Regions from separate parts of the Gossypium arboreum genome. Here region 2 is linked to region 1. The links are chromatin contacts, called in public Hi-C maps. All regions are on one chromosome and are shown on one strand. Each heading gives the region's core, a stretch centred on a gene start, on an enhancer-like site or on the middle of the called end of the contact. The rest is flanking DNA. Distances are from core to core; before and after follow the strand shown. Region 1 holds the start of LOC108464107 (S-adenosylmethionine decarboxylase proenzyme-like). Region 2 holds the start of LOC108464132 (protein NSP-INTERACTING KINASE 2).

Region 1 (5,898 bases), core at 1,881-4,380:
GATTCTTGATAGTTAAAGCATGTAATTAAGTTTTGTTTGATATCCATAGTTATGTATGATTTAATTGCATGACTATGACTATTGTTATCAATCAAATAAGTAGGAAAAAATTATTTGTGCGTGTACATATTGGGATGTGTTTCGAGTCACTTTGGTGGTTAATGTGACGTTGTGGATTTGGGTCACATCGTCCCGAGGAAGTTTGGGGTGCCATAGGGGGAGTAACATTGTTATGATAATGTTAAGCAGGAGGAAGTATCTTAAACCCAAGAAGTGCCTATTGCTATAGGCACCAAATTTGCCCCCTCGAGCATGAAGAAAAGGGTAATTAATAAATTCAACTTCTCTATTGAATTCAATCATATATATTGAAACAAACTGCAAGCTAAAGCCAAAGTTTTGAGAAAGTTGATTGATAATCAAAGAGCTTTTATAGGCTGATCTACTTGCATTGCCTGGTAAAGATTAGTTTGGCATTTTGTTGATAAAAAAAGGAGAGATAAAAAGAAAGGATGCTTGATGATGAGGCTAGAAACTATTCTTGAAAGGGGGACTGCTAAAAGAGGGAGATATTTTGGGAAATTTTGTTGCAACATTGAGAAATGAAGTTTTCAATTTTTAGTTTGTTTTCTTCGATTGAGAAATGAAGTTTTCAATTTTTAGTTTGTTTGCTTCTGCTGCTGCTACTTCCTTTTTATTTTGATACTGCTGGTGAACGGATTTTGAACTCCTAGAGAACTGGTTTTGCTTATGGATTTCATTTACTTTGATGCATTAGGTCCTTACTTGGTTAGCTTATTTACTTTGATGCATTAGGTCCTTACTTGGTTAGCTTACTTAGTTATAATTATGGTTGGTTGGTTGGTTATTAATGCGAATTCAACTAAGCATTGATGATTAATTTACTTAATCATTTTCTAAGTTAAGTCTATTAAGTTAATGAGAGTATGCTAAAGGGGAGCTGAGGTTATTTAATGTTAGAGCTTCTTGCTTTGTGTATGTTTTGTTCAACAAATTGTCAATGGGGGAGATTGTTGAAAACATGAAACTGACAAATTGGTGCCAAAGGGAGTACCCACTCCCTTGCCCAACAAATTGTATGGAGATAGTTTTCATATTTTAAGGTGTTGGCAATTTATTAAATTGTTTGATTAGGCTATGCTGATTATATGCATGATATTTAGCCCATTATGGAAGATCATATAACCTAGGGAGTCATATATTGGTGATTGGATTGAATAAGATTACACTTATCTAATCCTTTGAATAAATGAAGTTGGATTGGATTGAATCTCTAAAGACTTAGCTACCAAGAATCCTTGTCTATCTTGTTCATTATTATTATATTGTATTCAGTTTATAATGTAACTGTTTTATAGAGGTTGTGATAGGTCTTGTTATGTAAGCAAGTCTCAATAAACTTTATATAATGGAGAGACTTATATAGACTTATGTATGGAGAGAGTTGAGCACTTAATCTATTCAAAGTGAGGAACCTTATTGAATGAGTACATATTGATAGTAAAACCTTTGTGTTGTGGTTTTACTTGCTAAATTCACAATTGGTGAATTTAGTGATGAACGTATCTAATCTTCAAGGTACAATTGTGAGGAAACTTGTCATAGGGTGTGTGGTAGTTTAGGATAATTTATTTTAAGTATTGAAGACAATAAATGTTTCTCATAAGCTAAGCTCTGCATATGTAAAGAAACTAAAATACATAAACAATATTTTTTTGTGTTTTATTTATTTGTTGTTTGGTGCTTAAAGGAATACCACTACCTTATGCACCAATTTAATTGTGAAGTTTCTATTTTTAGCAATGCCTTTTTTAGCTAACAGTATATATGATTTTAAAAATAAGTTGACTTGTCATGTGTTGGTTGCTTGTAAATTAATACGTGATAATTCAACATTCAACCTAAATTTTTAAAAAAAAATTAAAGTGTGACACGTTTCACATGTGCAAATAACTAATCATCTCACATGATAAGTTTACTATTTGAGAGAAAATTTATTTTACTTTCTTTTAAATTATAATTAATATTAGAATAATAATATTTTTTCATATTTTTATATGACCTTTAAATAATACAATTAAAAATAAAAAATTTAAGAATTCAACACGTTTAATAATATTAAAATACAATTTTATTATTACTCTAATTATTTTTTAGTTAAATAAATTTCAAAAGATAAAATCTAGTTGACATTATTTTCTAACTAATTCTTTAATTTACTACTATTTTTTATAATAAAACCCCAATCCCGAAAAAGAAGGAAATAAAATCAATAATTACTTATTTATAAGAGTTTTTCAAACTAATATTCTTAATTCTTTAAAAAATTAATTTATAGAATAGTAACAAATAGTAATAATTTTAAAATTACTTTTAGAAATTCGAGAACAAAGTTCTAATTATTATAATAATAAAAGAAAATGACTTTTAAATAAAATTGAAAAAAGAATATTCCGAAAGAGGAAATAAATAAATAAAGCAAAGCAAAGCAGTGATGTGGAAAATTACAGGTGAAGAGCCAGGTACGTGTCAAAATAATGGGTGAATAGGAATCGTATCACCGTAAGTGCCATCATTCATACAAATCTCTTCCTCACTTCAAACTTCCTTAATTCACTCAATTGACCATTTTGGTCATCTTCCAATTAACCAGATCTCTACTCTTTTTTAGATTTTAATTTAATCCCTTTATTTTTAAATTTAATAATTTATTTTTAATTGGTCAACTAACCAATTTAAAAATGCATGGGGCTTTTTCTGAAACAACAGGGAATGATATTAAAACCCCATAGTCGGTATGGAAAATAATACATTTCTACCGGTTTTTATTTTTTTATTTTTCACACATAATATTAATCACGTAAATTTTTAATTTTAAAATATGAACTAATTTTTTTATTTAAATCATAATATAAATTTAATAAAAATTTAAAATTAGTTGCGAAATTCACGCCTCATACGCAGTCAGTTTTCAGCTAATAATGGATTCATAAAATAATAAACCAAAATAAGAGTTAAAAAAAAAAAACTGAAACGTCCCTGTAAAACGGAGGGTCAAGACCGTAATTTTGTCGTGAAGTCACGAGGAAAAGCCCTACCTTCCTGCCCTATATAAATTGGACCCTTCCACCACAGAACCATATTCTCATTATTTGCGTGAACTGCGAGAAGTGAGAAACTATTGTAAACCTCTCATAATATTCTGAGCTTTTTTTTTTCTTTTTGTTTCGTATAATTTTGTAAGTATTTCTTTTCTTTTTCGCAATTTTTGTAATTATATTTTTTTCTTTTTGCTTTGTTCGTAATGTTCTTTAAATAAAAGAAAATCATCGATTCTTTTTCTTGTATCTTCATATGCGATGAGTTTTCTTTTCGTTTTTTGAAGGATCTGAGCCAAGGTTGATAATCGAGTTTTTATAAGAGGTTGATCCTGGCATTCCAAAATTTGAATTGTGAGTATTTCTTCTTCCGATCTTTTATTTGTTTATCGTATTGATGATATCTTTATGATGCAATCTTGGAGGCGATAAAATACTACTAATTTATAATAATATTATTTATAGATATGTAATTTTGCACGAAAAGAGTACAGTTTAAATTTAAGATGTTATTTATTTATTTGAATAAGATTGTTATATTTGTCTTCATGTTTCTTGTACCTTCTATAAATTTGTTTTACTTTATATTTTCTTAAAAATTACAGTATTTTGAATGCTAGCTTTTGTTGCCTCTATAGTTTTAATTTTCTTGCTTCTTGCCAAAGTCATTATTTTTTTTCTTTCTTTTCTTTTGTGTTTTTTTTTAAATAAATTACGATGATGTTCGAGTTTTGAACTTAAACATGCTGTGATTTTTTTGATACTTCAATGCATATTTTGTTTGAATTTCTAAATACTTTCAACATATATCCTGTTTCATGGTTTTCTGGATACTTGAATCTATATGCGGTTTCATGATTTCCGTATACTTAAAAGAATATGATGTTTCATGATTAGAATTGTTTTTTTCCAGAGCTCAAGGTATTGATTTATCAATTCCGTTCTTGATACGTGCATGTTTCATCTGACCTGTTTGTTCTGTTTTCTAATTGTAATTTAGGTGTGGCTGAATGATCTATGGAGACTAAGGGAGGGAAAAAGAAGTCTAGTAGTAGTAAGTCATTATTCTACGAAGCTCCTCTCGGTTACAGCATTGAAGACGTTCGACCAAACGGTGGAATCAAGAAGTTCAGATCTGCTGCTTACTCCAACGTAAGTGGTTGGCATATATTTGAGTTTTGTAGATCATGAACAACGCAATTGTACTTGCATAAATCATTTGATGCTGACAAATCTTGTTCCTTATTTTGCAGTGCGCTCGCAAACCATCCTGATATTCGTAACGCAAGTGCGCCCTTCTGACCACTGTTAAAGTGGTCAATTTATTTTTATTTGCTTTATTACTTAGTATTAGTATCTATCTTCGGCCGGCTTCCTCCCCCGCTCTCCTTGCAACTGTTTTCTTTTTATCTACGATCTCCTCACTTGGCGCCTGTCTACTTTCTTTGTTTCTAAGAAACCCTGTTCTGGTATTTCCTTGGGCGACTTCACAATGGCGGTATCTGTAATTGGATTTGAGGGTTATGAAAAGAGGCTCGAGATTTCATTTTTTGAGCCTGGTGCCTTGGTTGACCCTGAAGGAAAGGGTCTCAGATCATTGTCGAGAGCCCAGCTGGATGAGATTCTAGGACCAGCTGAGTGCACTATAGTTTCTTCACTATCAAACTATCATTTGGACTCCTATGTCCTTTCTGAGTCTAGCCTCTTTGTATATCCATACAAGATCATCATCAAAACCTGCGGGACAACAAAGCTACTTCTTTCGATCCCACCCATCCTGAAGTTGGCGGGTAGCCTTTCTCTTACAGTAAAATCTGTTCGGTACACTCGTGGGAGTTTTATCTTCCCTGCTGCTCAGCCATATCCTCATCGTTACTTCACTGAAGAAGTTGTTATTCTTGATAGCTATTTTGGCAAGCTTGGCGCTGGTAGCAAAGCTTATGAAATGGGTGGGCTGGATAAAGAGAAATGGCATGTTTACTCTGCTTCTGCTGAATCTGTTAACACCAAAGCCCCTACTTACACTTTAGAGATGTGCATGACTGGTTTGGACACTGAAAAGGCTACGGTTTTTTACAAAGACGAATCGACCTCGGCAGCTTCGATGACCATGAAGTCTGGCATAAGGAACATACTTCCAAACTCTGAGATATGCGATTTTGAGTTCGAACCTTGTGGTTATTCTATGAATTCAATCGAAACCGATGCTATTTCGACCATTCATGTTACACCCGAAGACGGTTTTAGTTATGCAAGCTTCGAAGCTGTGGGCTATGATCTGAAAGAGTTGAATCTGGAGCAGTTGGTGCAAAGGGTTTTAGTTTGCTTCAAACCAAGTAATTTCTCTGTTGCCGTGCATGTGGATGTTGATTGTCACTCATTTGAACAGACCTGTCTGCTGGATGTTAAAGGATACCATTGCCGGGAGAGTAGCATCGAAGAGCTTGGTTCAGGCGGTTCCATCATTTACCAGAGCTTCAACGGCATTGGGGGATGTGGATCACCTAGATCAACTCTGAGTTGCCTCTGGGAAGAGGAGGAAGAGTATTATTATAATTAAAACGGCTTATTTTCTTATGTTATAACTATTAAATAAATTGCTACCCAGGCATTGCCTGGTGATAAAGCATGGTGTGTGTTTCTATTCTAGTACTTTTTTGTCTTTTATCAAGTCAATCGCTATGCCAGCAAACCTGGACTTGATACTGCCATTTGTACGGCAGAATGTGGAGCTTCTCCATTATTTTTATTATTATATTACATGAAACAATTTGTGGCC
Region 2 (5,898 bases), core at 976-3,475, 140 kb after region 1:
CTATTGGGATGTCTGTCCTCGTATTCATTAATAAGAAAGATTTTTATTTTTTGAATAAAGTATACAACTTGAATCCATTTTATATCAACAACAACGATAGTACAAACAATAGAGTGATAGATTACGAGTTTCCATACAAGATTTCGCACATACAAGAAAAGCAAAATAAGAGAAATAATTCTATCTAAAATGAAATTAATCAAAGAAAGCCAAAACAGATGCAAAACAGAAGATTGAGAATGTAATTTTTTTTTATATTAGTTCCATATAAGAAAGAAAAATATGGAATACCCACAAAGGAATTGTGAACAAACAAGCCGATTCAGATCAGAAAAAATCGGATTGAGAAACCAATTATTCAAGAAGAACAAACAAACAAACAAACAAAAATCGGATTGAACAAACAAACCACTTGATTTTAAGTCTTAGAACATAAATTTATTGGTAAAGAACACATACCTGGACCCTCTATTGAATTCTCTTTTGTTTTTGTACATGAATAAATTTTTTTTATGATAATAGCTTTTTTTAGTCAAATGAAAAAGAAAGCTAAAAACAATAGAGGAGATGAACGGTTTTTTCAACTAATATTTAGGGTTTAAAATTTTTATTTAATTAAAAATCTATTCTCATCCCATTTGGAAATCCAAGTTGCCACTTAAAATCTAGTTGGACTTCCACGTAGGATTACTGTTAGGGAGATAACGAAACTTAACGGAAGAGTGATCACTTTGTAATAAAATAATAACATAAGTGATTAAAACATAACATTTCAAACATAAGTGACTAAAATGTAATCTGAAGCAAACAAAAGTGACTATTTTTTTAGTTTACCCTAAATTTAAAGATAATGTTTGATGTCAACAAATTGATTTTGTTAATTTTAAACATAACTTTAAAAAATTTTCTAACCCTAAATGATATGTTGAGACAAAAACAACCGTTTGGTTGATTTTAAGTAAAATGTTGCTATCCAAGTGATAATCTTAACTTTGCAAACCTTTTATGTCTGATCAACTTTACATTTGTTTATATATATGATGACCAATTTGCATTGAGCTGGAAATTATCTTTTTAATGTCTAAATGGAAAAGAAAAGGGTTAAATGAAAAATGAAGTCAACTACAATGATGGGGTCTCCATTGCACGTGTATCGAAAATAAGCATCATCACCCCTTTGCTTCTAATACCATGATTTTTATTTTGTTTTAAGCTTTAAGTTGAATGTATTTCTGATATGAATTTTAATATATATATATATATATATAAAGGTTATGGCGTAATGAATAGAGATATTACAAGTTTTAATTTTCTTTTTAAAAAAAATGAGATTTTAAATAAAAAATGATATTTATTTCAGTTTAGGTGGAAATTTAATTGGAATATAATGGGATAATGGAATACCCAAAAGTGAATAGATATAGAGAAAAGGGAAGAGCAAGAGCAGCTTTTGCTTTATAAAGTTGGGTGCTTTTGGTAATGTTGGAATGTTGAAATGGGACAGTGTGTTTGACTGTAGAGAGAATGCATTTTTTATATGAAAAAGAAAAGAGAAAATTGAAAAAACAGAAACAAAGATCTCATGAGGAGCTATTACATCAACAATCTCGAGGATTATACCCTCGAGATTCTAACCTTTTAATTATTACCATCGTGAAAAAGCAAATTAATTAGAATGAAGCAATTTTGTGACTTTAATTTCTTTTTCCATGAAGACAAAGACAGTGGGCGTCCTCAGGGAATGTTGGATCCACTCTTACTGTGGAACAAATCTAATTCCAACCCAACACTTTCTCTTTCACACTATGACATTCATTTAATGGAGTTTAAAATTTTCTTTAGTGTGAAATTTACCTAACCCCACGATATAGGGTAATTATAATAAAATGATAAAACCATAGGGTGCTTAACAGTTAACATCTAGATTTGGTTAATGTAGCTTACCCTCAGCTTTTTATCTACTATTATTATCCTCGTTCAATAACTAATGATATATAAAATTTAAAATCATTTGAATTAATTAAAAGCTAATTAAACAGACAAAAATTCCCGAAAATAGGTTTTAACTTATATTTTTTTAAAAATTTAGATGATAATTTTATATTTTAAACTTATATTTAATAATAAAATTAATTTTTAATGCAATCAATGGGTTCAATTAAACCGGTTGAACCGCTGTGGTCTGATTTTTAAAAGCACTGTCAGCCATGTTAGATGGTTACTTCTTTCCTAGTATTTCATTTAAAATGATCAAAGTCTCTTGTTTTCTTAACCCTTGCTTCTGAGTTTCTGACAGAAAAAGAAGAGTAAGTTCAAATTCCAATTCTTAAGCAAGTGGGGGAAGTTTCAGAGCTTGGATCCTGATGTAAACCATTGCATGAAAAACAACAACATCCTACTTAACCATTTACTTTCAGTTTGAAGCTGTTTTTTGCTTACGAACTTCGTGTACCAGCTCCTTACCGGCTTCATACCCAAAAAAAAGAGCTGCTTTTGGTTTTTTTCTTAGAGCTTCAACTACTGAAAACAATGGGACTCAAGCAAGAAGAGTTTGTGTGGTGTTGGGTTGTTTTGTTCCTCTTCTGTTCTTCTGCAACTGCTTTGCTTTCACCAAAAGGTGTTAACTTCGAAGGTAACTAAACTGTTTTTCTTTACTTTTTTTTTTTTTTTAATTTCTATAATGAAGAAATGCATTGTACATGAACAAGGAAATGATCCTTTTGGTTATTTTCTTTTTGTTTTCAGTGCAAGCTTTAATGGGAATAAAAGAGCTTCTGGTTGATCCTCATGGTGTTCTTGACAATTGGGATGAAGCTGCTGTTGATCCATGTAGTTGGAACATGGTCACTTGCTCTATTGATGGTCTAGTCATTGGCCTGTAAGTACCACTTAAAAACACTCCTTCAAACTTTAAAAATCACTAACAAATACTCTAAAAGATGATATGATTTTGTCACAGAGGAGCTCCAAGCCAGAATTTGTCTGGTACACTTGCACCCACCATTGGAAACTTGACCAATCTGCAGCTAGTGTAAGTTTCAAAACTGTTATACAAAAATTCCTGGTTTATATAGTTCCTAGTTTAGCTACAATGCTTATTAAATGAAAGCTTTTTGCAGGCTCCTACAGAATAACAATATATCAGGTTATATACCCTCAGAACTAGGGAAGCTTCCCAACCTTCACACACTTGATCTTTCTAACAACAACTTCTCTGGTCAAATTCCCACCACTTTGTCCCATTTAGAAGCCCTCCAATACCTGTAAGCATTCATACATATATATATATTGAACTTTTGCTATGGTTTTAGCAACTTCAGAATCAGTTTGAATATGATGATAATGGGGTTTCCTTTGAATTGCATCAGGAGGTTGAATAACAACAGTCTCTCAGGAACTATACCTTCCTCTTTGGCTAACATGACTCAGCTCAGTTTCCTGTAATTTTCTGAAACTCTATGAATTCCATTTAGTCTTTTTCTTTCTTTCCAAATTGATGCATATCGGATTTAAGGATTAATATTTCCTTCCAGGGACTTGTCTTTCAATAATTTGAGTGGTCCACTGCCAGGCTTGCTTGCAAAAACATTCAAGTAAGTTGACTCATACAGCAAGCTTTTGCTTACAGTGATTACCCTGTTTGAAACATGATATTTAAATTGTTTTTTTCGTCTGTTTATTATTTGCTTACTATATTTTTTAGTTGACACAGCATTGTTGGAAACCCATTGATATGTGATGCTGGAGCTGAACAAGACTGTTCAAGAACAAGGCCAATGCCAATGCCTTTTTCCTTAAATAATTCACAAAGTAAGAACAGTTCTCCCATCTTGAATATCTCTTTATTTTTCCTAAACTATCCATGTCCACTACTTGTATTTAACATATATTCGTACACGGATATGGTATGATCCTCCAAATATATATAATCTGATATCATTTTCTGTGCTTGTTAGACTCGCAGCCCTCGGGTAGACTCAAGGGCCATAAAATTGCTTTAGCCTTCGGGTCCAGTCTAGGCTGCATCTGCCTGTTTGTTCTTGGTTTTGGTTTCGTTCTCTGGTGGAGGCAAAGACACAATCAGCAAATATTCTTCGATGTTAATGGTTAGTGAAAACCGAAAATGGTATATACATTTGCATCAGAATCATATAGTTTATAGAAAAAGGGCTAATGAACAGGGCTAATTTGTGTTCATAAAACATACTCTTTTAAACATTTCAGAACAACATAGAGAAGAAATCTGCCTTGGAAACTTGAAGAGGTTCCATTTCAAGGAACTTCAGGTAGCTACTAACAACTTCAGCAGCAAGAATGTAGTCGGCAAAGGAGGTTTTGGGAACGTATATAAGGGGTATCTCCAAGATGGGACAGTAGTAGCTGTGAAAAGGCTTAAAGATGGAAATGCTATTGGAGGTGAAATCCAGTTTCAAACTGAAGTTGAGATGATTAGTCTAGCAGTTCACCGCAACCTACTTCGGCTCTATGGATTTTGCATGACAGCAACCGAAAGGCTTTTGGTTTACCCCTACATGTCCAATGGTAGTGTTGCTAATCGACTTAAAGGTAACGTAAGAGCAATCATCTCTGCTATTAAATTCCATTTATGAAATACCAACAATCATATACAATGAAACGCATATCGTATGCATAGTCCAATACCAATTCTAAATGTTCAAATAAGGTAAAATTTACCTTAGAATAATATTGGTGGTTTCTGATGTTTGCAGCCAAACCAGCCTTGGATTGGGGAACGAGGAAAAGAATAGCTTTAGGAACAGCTAGGGGCTTATTGTACTTGCACGAGCAATGTGACCCGAAGATAATTCATAGGGATGTTAAAGCTGCAAATATACTGCTTGATGATTACTGTGAGGCCATAGTTGGAGATTTCGGATTGGCAAAGTTGTTGGATCACCGGGATTCACATGTGACAACAGCTGTGAGGGGCACAGTGGGACATATAGCCCCGGAATATCTATCAACCGGTCAGTCCTCTGAGAAAACAGACGTTTTCGGGTTTGGTATCCTATTACTTGAGCTGATATCAGGATTGAGGGCTCTTGAATTTGGGAAGACAGCTAACCAGAAAGGAGCCATACTTGACTGGGTGAGATAATCAAAGAAAATTTACTTATCTGACTATTCTTACAATGAATCAAGTTACATAATCTGATGTACCAAGTTATTGTTGTTATTATGTAGGTAAGAAAAGTTCACCAAGAGAAGAAACTTGATATGCTAGTTGACAAGGACCTGAAGAACAACTATGATAGGATTGAGCTTGAAGAAATGGTTCAAGTGGCTCTTTTATGCACTCAATACCTTCCAAGTCAAAGACCAAAGATGTCGGAAGTGGTTCGGATGCTAGAAGGTGACGGACTTGCTGAGAAATGGGAAGCTTCTCAGAAAGCTGAAGCAACCAGGTCAAGAGCCAATGAATTCTCCTCTTCAGAGAGATACTCTGATCTTACTGATGACTCTTCCTTGCTGGTTCAAGCAATGGAGCTCTCTGGACCAAGATGACAAATGGGGTATAAGAATCATATTTTATTTATTAAGAAGATACCTAAACAAATATCATGGGACAGAACATAAATGTGTTGAAATGTACTGTGTTGTATAGTGTTAGAATACTAGAAACTCTAAATATGTTTCACTTCCAGTTGTACAAATTTGGATTCAACAGAAAAAATCTGACATTTAGGCTGAGTTTTACATTGCCTGCTGCTGGTTTGAGTGAAGAACTTTTTCTGGAGATGTTTTTACTGTGAGTTGTAATAAAACTGTTATTCAAATGGATTCTGGTTTGCTCCCTAAAATTTACTACCAAAGCAAGTTTACTGTTTTTATCATGAAATGGTTTGTGCATGTATCCATCCATCCATCCATGCATGC

What was found. Hi-C and Micro-C count contacts between places; a contact is called where the count stands out from the background.
Region 2: a contact with region 1 is called in a Hi-C map of leaf, with 1.5 times the contacts expected there. The contact joins the promoter of LOC108464132 here to the promoter of LOC108464107 in region 1. A contact is called at or near these places in 3 of 5 Hi-C or Micro-C datasets (all in leaf).

The regions. Positions count from the first base shown.
Region 1 is chr13:68,907,168-68,913,065 of ASM2569848v2, forward strand. LOC108464107 (S-adenosylmethionine decarboxylase proenzyme-like) reads left to right here and starts at 3,131. Exons shown (of 4, transcript XM_017764204.2): 1 at 3,131-3,260; 2 at 3,407-3,473; 3 at 4,120-4,271; 4 at 4,373-5,898. The coding sequence starts at 4,612. The coding sequence ends at 5,679.
Region 2 is chr13:69,044,451-69,050,348 of ASM2569848v2, forward strand. LOC108464132 (protein NSP-INTERACTING KINASE 2) reads left to right here and starts at 2,226. Exons shown (of 11, transcript XM_017764244.2): 1 at 2,226-2,632; 2 at 2,746-2,878; 3 at 2,960-3,031; 4 at 3,120-3,263; 5 at 3,369-3,440; 6 at 3,534-3,593; 7 at 3,713-3,810; 8 at 3,957-4,106; 9 at 4,225-4,566; 10 at 4,731-5,110; 11 at 5,206-5,822. The coding sequence starts at 2,530. The coding sequence ends at 5,526. It overlaps LOC128286708 (a long non-coding RNA gene), which reads right to left and starts at 4,950. Exons shown (of 2, transcript XR_008277343.1): 1 at 4,696-4,950; 2 at 3,761-4,059.